3 separate regions of the Sus scrofa genome follow, and all the other regions are linked to region 1. A link is a contact called in public HiChIP or PLAC-seq data. All regions are on one chromosome and are shown on one strand. The core of a region is the stretch at or near the end of the contact, and the rest is flanking DNA. Distances in the headings are between cores, read along the strand shown.

Evidence for each region. HiChIP or PLAC-seq counts read pairs in DNA pulled down with a chosen protein or histone mark.
Region 2: a contact with region 1 is called in an H3K27ac HiChIP or PLAC-seq map of alveolar macrophages. The contact joins the promoter of DONSON here to the enhancer-like site in region 1. A contact is called at or near these places in 5 of 47 Hi-C or Micro-C datasets (embryonic fibroblasts, epiblast stem cells, heart right ventricle and 2 more) and 1 of 2 datasets of contacts at active chromatin or transcription factors (alveolar macrophages).
Region 3: an H3K27ac HiChIP or PLAC-seq map of alveolar macrophages shows a contact between it and region 1. The contact joins two enhancer-like sites. A contact is called at or near these places in 2 of 47 Hi-C or Micro-C datasets (embryonic fibroblasts and retroperitoneal adipose tissue) and 1 of 2 datasets of contacts at active chromatin or transcription factors (alveolar macrophages).

The regions. Positions count from the first base shown.
Region 1 is chr13:196,942,936-196,946,417 of Sscrofa11.1, reverse strand. IFNAR1 (interferon (alpha, beta and omega) receptor 1) reads right to left here. Exons shown (of 11, transcript NM_213772.1): 7 at 3,016-3,215; 8 at 2,732-2,889; 9 at 510-660. Among named protein-coding and RNA genes, the nearest start is that of IFNAR1, 19 kb to the right of the region's middle. Within about 2 kb of position 1,572, at least 2 of the 83 cell types and tissues checked have an H3K27ac peak or open chromatin away from gene starts, as enhancers often do. A contact at or near this core is called in alveolar macrophages, where this site is marked.
Region 2 is chr13:197,202,376-197,205,505 of Sscrofa11.1, reverse strand. DONSON (protein downstream neighbor of Son) reads left to right here and starts at 1,263. Exons shown (of 10, transcript XM_013990191.2): 1 at 1,263-2,081; 2 at 2,842-2,922. The coding sequence starts at 1,773. It overlaps CRYZL1 (crystallin zeta like 1), which reads left to right. Exons shown (of 13, transcript NM_001098596.1): 12 at 1-12; 13 at 564-1,033. The coding sequence ends at 663.
Region 3 is chr13:197,226,811-197,230,058 of Sscrofa11.1, reverse strand. CRYZL1 (crystallin zeta like 1) reads left to right here. Exons shown (of 13, transcript NM_001098596.1): 5 at 2,971-3,015. Among named protein-coding and RNA genes, the nearest start is that of CRYZL1, 20 kb to the left of the region's middle. Within about 2 kb of position 1,783, at least 3 of the 83 cell types and tissues checked have an H3K27ac peak or open chromatin away from gene starts, as enhancers often do. A contact at or near this core is called in alveolar macrophages, where this site is marked.

The DNA of each region.
Region 1 (3,482 bases), core at 323-2,822:
ATTAGCTTTTTGTGTGTGTCTTTTTGCCTTTTCAAGGGCTGCTCCCGTGGCATATAGAGGTTCCCAGGCTAGGGGTCCAATTGGAGTTGTAGCTGTAGGCCTACACCAGGGCCACAGCAACTCGGGATCCGAGCCTCGTCTGCGACCTACGCCACAGCTCGTGGCAACACCGGATCCTCAACCCACTGAGTGAGACCAGGGATCGAACCTGCAACCTCACGGTTCCCAGTCGGATTCGTTAACCACTGGGCCACGACGGGACCTCCATCATTAACTATTTTAATGAAAGACCATCATGTGGATATGCGTGAAATATAGAGCGTGCAAGAACCACTGAACGAAGGTATCGAAAATATTTTCTAAAACGATCGACAGCCTTGGCGCAAAGGTCCACTTTTGACACACAGCTCACAGAGAAGATATTCTATTTTTATGGTAAAAAGGAAGTATTTCACAATTTTATTGTTTCATTACACGAAAAAAGAAAAGATACGACAAGAGGCTCTGACCTGGTTTGGTTTTCTCGCACACAGTGTCACTAAAAACACTGCTTCTATTCCACCTGTCATTCTCGATGAGTGCTCTGGCTTTGACACAATACACAGTCAGTGGTTTCAAGTTAGAGAAAGTAAAATCCGTTCTCTTCTCTAGAACGTCTCTCTATAAAAAAATAAGTCATTGAGAACGTTTAGTACCTGTGAAATCATATAGCGAGTATTTATTTTCTGAATTCTCTTTTTTTTTTTTTTTTTTGAAGGGGTGCACCCGTACACATGGAGGTTCCCAGGCTAAGGGTCTCAGTGGAGCTGCAGCTGCCGGCCTACACCACAGCCCCAGCCACGCCGATCCTCAACCCACTGAGCGAGGCCAGGGATCGAACCTACAACCTCATGGTTCCTGTTGGATTTGTTTCCACTGTACCATGACGGGGAATTCCCAATTTTCTGAATTCTTTAAATAGTCAATCTGAGATTGGCCTCTCCCAAATGCTTAGTTGCTATATGTTTAAGACATAGAAATTTTTTTGGACAACACGATAACCAAACTTAAAAGTTAAAAATGCTGGGAGTTCCCATCGTGGCGCAGTGGTTAACAAATCCAACTAGGAACCATGAGGTTGCGGGTTCGGTCCCTGCCCTTGCTCAGTGGGTTAACGATCCGGCGTTGCCGTGAGCTGTGGTGTAGGTCGCAGACGCGGCTTGGATCCCGCATTGCTGTGGCTCTGACGTAGGGCAGTGGCTACAGCTCGATTCGACCCCTAGCCTGGGAACCTCCATATGCCGCGGGAGCGGCCCAAAGAAATAGTAAAAAGACTAAAAAAAAAAAAAAGTTAAAAATGCTGGCGATCCCTTGTGGTGCAAGGATCCGGCCTTGTCACTCTAGTAGCCTGGGTCACTGCTGTGGTGAGGGTTTGATTCCCAGCCCAGGAACACCCCCATACCATGAAGATGGTAGAAAAAAAAAAGCTACTGTAAAAAAAAGAATACAGCATTTCCTAAGACAGCTTGTTTATCAGTAACACGCTCATTTGTGTGTGTTTTTTTTCTTCTTCATTTTAAGGCCACACCCACTGCATATGGAAGTTCCCAGGCTAGGGGTCAAATCAGAGCTGCAGCCACCGGCCTATGCCACAGCCACAGCATCAGAGGATCCAAGCTGCATCTGCCAACTACATCACAGCTCATGGCAATGCCAGATTCTTAACACACTGAGCGAGCCAGGGGTCGAACCTGCAACCTCATGACTCCTCATCGGATTCGTTTCTCCTGAGCCACAATGGGAACCCCTGATTTGGTTTGATTGCCATTGTATTCCCTCTGCTTAGTGGCAGAATAATTAAGAGCAGGGGTTCTGGCCTCAAACTGCCTGAATCAAAATATCATTTAGAGCTAAGAGGCTTTATGCGAGGTATTTAATTCCTCTGGGCCCTATTTCCAGGTCTGTACAATAAGGACAACTATGACTTCTTGTTTGTATTAGTCAGCTATTGCCACAATAACGTTGTGTAAGAAAACATTACAACAAAATAATGTTGGGAAATGTTGTGTAACAAAACAGCCTGCGGCTCACAACATATTTATTTTTCTCCCTGGTGAGTGTCCCAGTGGGCTGGGGAGCCCTCGCTGAGACTGTGGGTCAAGTTCAGGTCTGCTCCACAGTCTCTCCTCTGCCCTGGACCAGAGACCTGGTGCTTCCTTTCCTCTCGGCAAATGGGAGAAGCACAGAAACAAGCCACACAGGTGCACGTCACGGTCCACTGTCTACAGCCTGGCATCCGTGAAGCAGAAAGGAACACTCCATTCTACGAATTTGCAGAAGAGCAATTTAACAGATCAAACCGGCAGGGTTGTTTTAAAGAATGATTGGGACCATTCATATAAAATACTTAGCATAGTACCTGATATGCAATGAGTATTCAAACAGCCTCAGAGGGCAAGCACTTTGCCGAAGGTTACACAGCCACAGCAACGCCAGCTCCGAGCCGTGTCTGCAACCTACACCATAGCTCATGGCAACGCTGCATCCTTAAGCCACGGAACAAGGACAGGGATCAGACCCGTGTCCTCACGGACACGATGTGGGGTTCTTAACCCGCTGAGCCACAACGGGAACTCCTCACATAGCCTTCAAGTTTAAAAATTTCCCTAAAATCTTAACTTTGAGCTGTGTTTACCCAAATCACAGTTGTAACTCTGAATTACAAGCGTATACCACACAGTCTTTATGATACCTCAGTATCTGAAGTGTTTTCTCTAAAAATAACTTCATAAATTAGTGGGTAAAGCTGGTTCACAGACTTGTCCTCAGATTCTTTCGGAGCACCGATACCGACACGCAGTGAAGCATCATTTATGGGTTTCATGTTGATGACGGGAGGAAACAGGATAGCTAGGAGAAATGTGTAAAGACACAAAGTTCAAATTAGACCACCTTTTTGTTTTTAAAAAAAAAGAATTTACAGCAAATTGGAGAATTACCATGATTACCATGGAAAGATGAAAACTATCAGCTTACTTTGCATTTCAGTATTAAATCTCTTCTCTTCGGACCAAAGAGATGTGCTATTTCCATTAGATGCTTGGACACGGATGAAGAAAATTCCTTTCGTGAAAACATTTTGAGGAAAGACACAATGGGTCGTTTTGACATTTTCACAGTTTGGTATTTGTTTCCACTTGTCTGAATGGTCCTCAGGAATCTTTTTTAAAAAGGCACTTTGAAGACAAAAAAAAAAGTGAATTTTTTTTTTTTTTTTTTATTCCAAACACACTAAGTCAGTAAATATTCACTGAGTACCTATAATATGCCAGACACTCTGTGGGAGGAGCAGGTCACAGGGGTAAATAGTCCTCGCCCTCAGGAAACTCACAATACGGTGGAAGAGACATGTCACGAACGAAAACCAAGATCTTGCTCCAGGGCGTGCTAACGGAGCCGGTGTTAGAGCCGGCTGGTACCCATGCACCAAAACAATGGTACAT
Region 2 (3,130 bases), core at 14-2,513, 260 kb before region 1:
TGGTGTTTTTAGGTATGCTAAATGACCAGCTTCATTGTTCTAGTTAATTTTTTTATCCTCGGCAGTTAAAATGGGCATTCCCATTTTTGTTTCAGCTTTCTTAGTATACCTGTCACCTCCATATTTTGCTATTTTGTTTAGATAAATAGCTGCTCTTTAATATTTCTCAAAGCATATCTTATGATACACCAGTAAGTATTCCCTAAGATACAAGTGGTTTGTGAGTTTTCCTTCCTCCCTTCCATACTGTACCTCACCCCTTACTCGCCTTCATCACCTCTCCCAAAGCAACTTGAAATAACCCACAACTTGGCAGGAGGGAAAAGTACTGTTTTGTTATTTGTTTCTTAGTTGGATCTGTTTATCAAAAAAGAGGGAGTGGATTAAATAGCTATTTTCCCCCTTCAAAATTTAACCACTTAAAAATTTAACAATGGAAATATTAATAGACAAGTTTATTTAAAGTAATAGAGTGGAACTATAGCAGTTGTCAACTACCATTCTATGTACTCTACTCATCCTTAACTAGACCTGACATTTCTAATAATTTCATTCTTCCTCAGACCTCAATTGGATGAACCTATTCCACTATACGAGGCAAAAGTTACCATGGAAGTTGTTCAGAAAAATCAACGAAGAAAGAAGCAAGTTGTTCAATTTTAATTTTGTTCTTTCTCAGACCTCAGTTGGATGAGCCTATTCCAGTATTTGAAGCCTGAGTTGCCTTGGAAATTGGGAAAAGTTAAGGAAGATAAAAGCAAGTTTTTACATTTTTTAAGCATATTTCCTGCTGAGACAAGATGCTCAGGGTTATTTGAAGTATTTGAGAAGTACTTGAAAAAATACTCAAGACAATTCTAAAATTAGCATCTAAAGGGAATATTCTAAAAGGCTTTTTAGTTATTGTTTCTATATATTTGCCTCTTCTAAAATTCTTTCCATGATGAAAACTGCTTTAAGCAGAAGCCATGCTACTATCTATAAAGCTGTTGGAATCTCCTGCTGTATCAAAATAACATTACTTTTGTATTACACTCTCTTCTCAATACCTTCCTTCTTTAACAAGCCTTTGCTGTCCTAACCTAATCATTTGAATATATCTTCAAGCCTGAAAGGATCTAGCCCATAGCAACTTAATTTTTTTTTTCAAATATTCATTCACTCCAGGGTTTCCTCAGGATCCATCAGGACCATCACAATAACTCGCCTGCGGCTACTGCAGTGTTTGCGTGGAAGGCTGCAGTGGCGATGCTTGGGAAGGGGGCCGGGAGGCTACGCTTGCACAGCCAGCGTGCTGATTTCCTATCCGGGTTCTCCGTTTTGGGGGGTTGGGGGAGGAGGCCCAGGCCACTCTTTCCAGCTCTGGACCTGAACACTGCACTTCCGAAAGCTTATCGAGGCGAGCTCAAGTGTGACGTTTCCTTTTCATCCTGGCGCCCTGCCCGGGGCTCATCACACCCTGCTTCGGATTTAAATAGTGCTCGGCTATTCCGGTGCCTTGGACCGCGCGCTTCCCAGCCACTTAGCACCCGGCGACCCGACTGCATCCTCGGAGCAGGAAGGAGCGCCAAGGCGGCGTCCCGGGAAGCGCTGGGCACTGGAGCACCCGAAGCCCCGGAGGCGCAAGCCGGGGGCGGGGCCTCGTGAGCGCCTGACGGCGCACGCGCCGCGAGGAGCCTCGGGGGCGGGGCCGCGTAGTGGGGCGGGGCTGGCGCGCGCGGGAAGCGCCTACCGGGCTGCGGGTTCCCCTTCCTCGGCCTTCGCCGCGCGTCATGGCTCTGTCAGTTCCCGGCTACTCGCCCAGTTTCAAAAGGCCGCCCGAGACCTTGCGGCTCCGACGGAAAAGGGGCCGGAGCCTTGGAGCTGCTCCCCCGCCCAAGGAGCGGCCTGAGCAGACGACCCGCCGCGCGGCCCTGGCGGCCGGGCTGCCTCTCCGCCCCTTCCCGGCGGCGGCGAGCAGAGGCGGCGGCGCCCCGGCCGCGGCCCGAAGAAACCCCTTCGCTCGACTGGACAACCGGCCGCGGGCCGCCTCCGAGCCTCCCGACGGGCCGCCCCGCAGCCAGCAGGAGGCACCGGGCCCGGTGAGTGTCTTCGTGCCTGGGGGCCGAGGGGCTCTTGTACTTTGTGGGTCGACTCGGCTGTGAGGTAGGGGTGGCGAGTTCTCGCGTTCCAGGAGGGAAATGGGCGCCAAGTGCCAGCCGCCCGCCGCCCAGGGAGCCCTAAACTTGGGAGGCGGCTGCTCTGCCAGGTCCGGGGGGCGTGAAGTGCGCTCCGCCAGCCGCCGCGGGACGTGCGGCGCCCGCGGGTCCTGAGGAGAGGACCCCATTCCCTCGGTCCAGTCCGGAGCCCGGCCCGGGGAGTTTGGGCTGCAACCGTCCCGTCGGGGGTTAGAGACCGGGGGAGAGAGCGCGGAACAATCCTAGAACAACTCCGGGAGGGCCGCTGTGTGCTGGGAAGGTTACGAGACGCTCTTCCCAGCGTGATTCTGGGCTTCCCTTTTCACGTGCTCAAAATGATCCTGCAGTTGAAGGAATACTGAGGATTCATGGAGTCAGAATTTACTGGTATTTGTCTTAGCCCAAAACCTTTTGGATCTTTTGAATTGAGATGATTGATTATTGCGTTATGAGTTGTGCAAATTACCTGCCTTTCCCCCGCTTCCGTCTTGAGAGTAAAGTTCAGACACAAATTTGAAGTGAAATACTGATACACTGATTTGGGTGCATGTGAATTCCTGCCCTCGGATTTATTGAGAAACTTGAAGGCCAGGTGAGGCTCTACGTGTTTAAAGCAAACTACAGCGTCATTTATGATTGAAAAGGACCATCTTTTTAATTTCAGCGTTTAGATTCTAATCAAGAAAATGATTTGCTATGGGAAGAAAAGTTTTCTGAAAGACGAGCCATTAGTGAATTTCTCCAGGTAATACTTTTTAAATGTCCTCAGAGTGTATATTCTTATAATATCAATCCATACTTCTCAGAAGCATTTTACTTGAAAAATGGCTGCACAGAGAGTGATCATCTCCACCAGGACTGAAATGATGGTAAAGGACTCAAGGCTTTGTGTGTGGTAGTTTTCTTTATAACAGCGCCAGTGCTAAACTAGGCATAAATGTGCGTTTTCCTTT
Region 3 (3,248 bases), core at 534-3,033, 280 kb before region 1:
CTAGAAAAGACAAAAAAAAAAAAAAAAAGACAAAAGATAAAAATAAAAATATATTTGATTCTCTTTCTCAGTATAGTCTTCTAACATAGCTAAGTCATAATTTCATTCCCTCTCCTTTCTTCTGCTTAGATTGTAAAAAAAATAAAAGTAAGAAGTAAAACAGCCAGAAGATAACCAATCAATCAATCATTCACTTATTCCTCATTTAATGAAGACTTGCTAAGTGCTTAGGATGTGAAGATAAATAAGACAAAGTCCCTGCCCTGCAAGAGTTCACAATCTGGGGTAGAGACAGAGATATACAGGCATGAGCAGATTATTCTGAAAGCTCCAAGGAGAGGTGCCCACCCAGCCAGAAGGTTGGGAAAGGTTCTCGGAGGAAGTCACCCAGACTGAAAGGGGCCTCAGGAGGAAAATCACACTCAGCAGAGAAGATCTCTTGAGCAAAGACACAAAAGCAAGTAATAATGTGATATATATAAGAATTACAGAGTTTGGTGTTGCTGGAACAAAATTAAGTTCTAGGCAGGAGTCATAGGCAAGGTACTTGGCAGCAGAAAAACATTTTGTCAAGAAAATTCTCCCTCAAAATTCTACTCAGAGTCATTAGAGAAGATACTGAACAAAGTATTTTAACGATATGAATGCTGATTCCTTCCCTGCCCCAAAATTAGGCAAGAGGGTAGGCGAGGGCCAGATCCATGCTGAGCTCATATCTCAGATTTGGTTGTAGAGAGAGTATTAGAGTGGCCATTGAAAGGGCAGCTTCAAAAGGGAGGCAAAGCAGGCTGTAGGCAAGAGGACTGTTTGGGTTGTAGACCAATAGGCGCAAAATGGCAAAGCCCAGAACTTAGTGGAGACAGTGGTGGCAGAGGTGGCGAATGGATCCAAGACACACTGACAGTGCAGTATCAGCAGAACTTAATAATTGACTGGACCAGGTTAATCTAAAACAGGTCAAAGCCAGGAATGGTTTACAAGATTCTGGTTAAGCTATGAATTGCTGCCACATGGATAAGGGAAGGGGATCTGATTTGGAGAAAGACCCTGAGTTTAGGATTTATACTTGCATTCAGAGTGGCTAAGTGGTATCCCCCTGGAAATATCTAGTAACTTTCAGCTCAGAGGTGAGTGATCTAGGCTGGAAATACATCGATTTGAAAGTTGTCAGTTTACAGGTTGTATTTAAAATAATAGAAAGTTGGATTGGTGCAGTGGAAACAAATCTGACTAGGAACCAGGAGGTTGCGGGTTCGATCCCTGGCCTTGCTCAGTGGGTTAAGGATCTGGTGTTGCCGTGAGCTTGGTGTAGGTCACAGACATGGCTCGGATCTGGCATTGCTGTGGCTGTGGCGTAAGCTGGCAGCTGTAGCTCCAAATGGACCCTTAGCCTGGAAAGCTCCATATGCCACGGGTATGGCCCTAGGAAGACAAAAGACAAAAATAAATAAATAAATTAAATAAAATAATAGCAAGTTGATGAGCTCATTCAGGGAGAGAGAAGTGAAAGAGCTGTACAGACAGCATAGAACCTTTGTCAGTGCCACTGTTTGAAGGACAATTAAAAATGAAGCAAGCCAAAAAGAAAGGATCAGAGTGATTTCAGGAAGACAGGAATCCTCAGCAGAAGGGAAAGAGTAAAGTACCGAAGCAAAAAGTATTGGGGATGATGGCACAGGAGGAATGCAAAGCAGCAGCAAACTGGGGCCTTTTGGTTGCCAGGGCCAGAGAGGCCACTTTTATGCAGCAGGCTTCTCGCTCACTTCCCTGCTCCACCTCAGCTTCCTCATCCGTTAAACAAGAACAGTAATGTCTGGGCGTTCCCGTCATGACACAGCGGAAGTGAGTCCAACTATGAACCATGAGGTTGAAGGTTCGATCCCTGGTCTCGTTCAGTGAGTTGAGGATCTGACATTGCTGTGGCATAGGCCGGGCAGCTGTAGCTCCTGGTTTCCTAGCTCTAGGTTTCCTATCCTGGGAACCTCCATATGCCACAGGTGTGACCCTAAAAAAAAAAAAAAAAAAAAAAAAAAAAAAAAAAAAAAAAAAAAAAAGAATAGTAATATCTGCTCAATAAGTATGCTTTGAAGATTAAATGTGATCATGTGCTAAAATTCTGGCACAAGTAGGCATTCAAGGAGGTTTGGTTTTTTTACTCCTATTTCCGACTGTAACTATCAGAACAGAAATATTCTAAAGAACTGACTGATGATGGAGACCTTTTCTCGTAACTATCCCTTCTGTATAGTGCCCCAGATTTCTTGGCACAATTCTGAATTTATTTTTGTAATCCCAAATTGAAGTAATTTTGTATGGATCTCTAACCAGAATTCCCCATTGTGCATCTGAAATTCTGCCACTAAAATAATGATGGGCTAGAGTAGCCACAGGAGGTGGGGAACCCTAGGTATCCAGTGTAATTATCGTAAGAGCTATGGACTGGGTTATTTTCCTTTTTTCCTTCATCCTTAGCTAAACAGAGAGACATCCTTCTCCAAGATATCCACAACCACATGACCCAGATTTTGTAAAGAATCCAGATTTGAAGTGTTCCATCTTGTCCTTAGAGGCTATCAAAATGTCCTAGGAGTTCTTGACCTTGTCTCTGACTTAGTGACTTTTTATCAGTCCGTAGCTTTTAAAATTTATTTTAGGAGTTCCCGTCACAGCACAGCGGAAACAAATCCAACTAGGAACCATGAGGTTACGGGTTCAATCCTTGACCTCGCTCAGTGGGTTAAGGATCCGGTGTTGCCATGAGCTGTGCTGTTGATTGCAGACATGGCTCGGATCTGGTGTTGCTGTGGCTCTGGCGTAGGCCGGCGGCTGCAGCTCCGATTAGACTCCTAGCCTGGGAAACTCCATATGCCATGGGTGCGGCCCTAAAAGGATAAAGGACCAAAAAAAATTTTTAATAGGTTATATTTAATAACCTGATAATACTGATGATTAATTTTCTCCACTCTTTAGTTGGAAGCAAGGTATCATTCTTCGAACCAGATGATGAAGTAGTTGGTAAGTTACAGGTTGTATTAGTCCTATTTCAAGCCCTCTGTTTTACTGTTGTCTCTTCCTTTTTGCTATGCAGTTGTTAATGTTTATTGCAACCTTGTGTCATATAAAAGTACTTACTCGAGTTTTGGCATTTACTCTCAAATATCCATTGATAAAGAGACTTTTGACTATTTGGCTGTAGATATGATAGATAGATGACCGGTAGTTGTTATTGTCTTTGGTGCAGCCCTTCT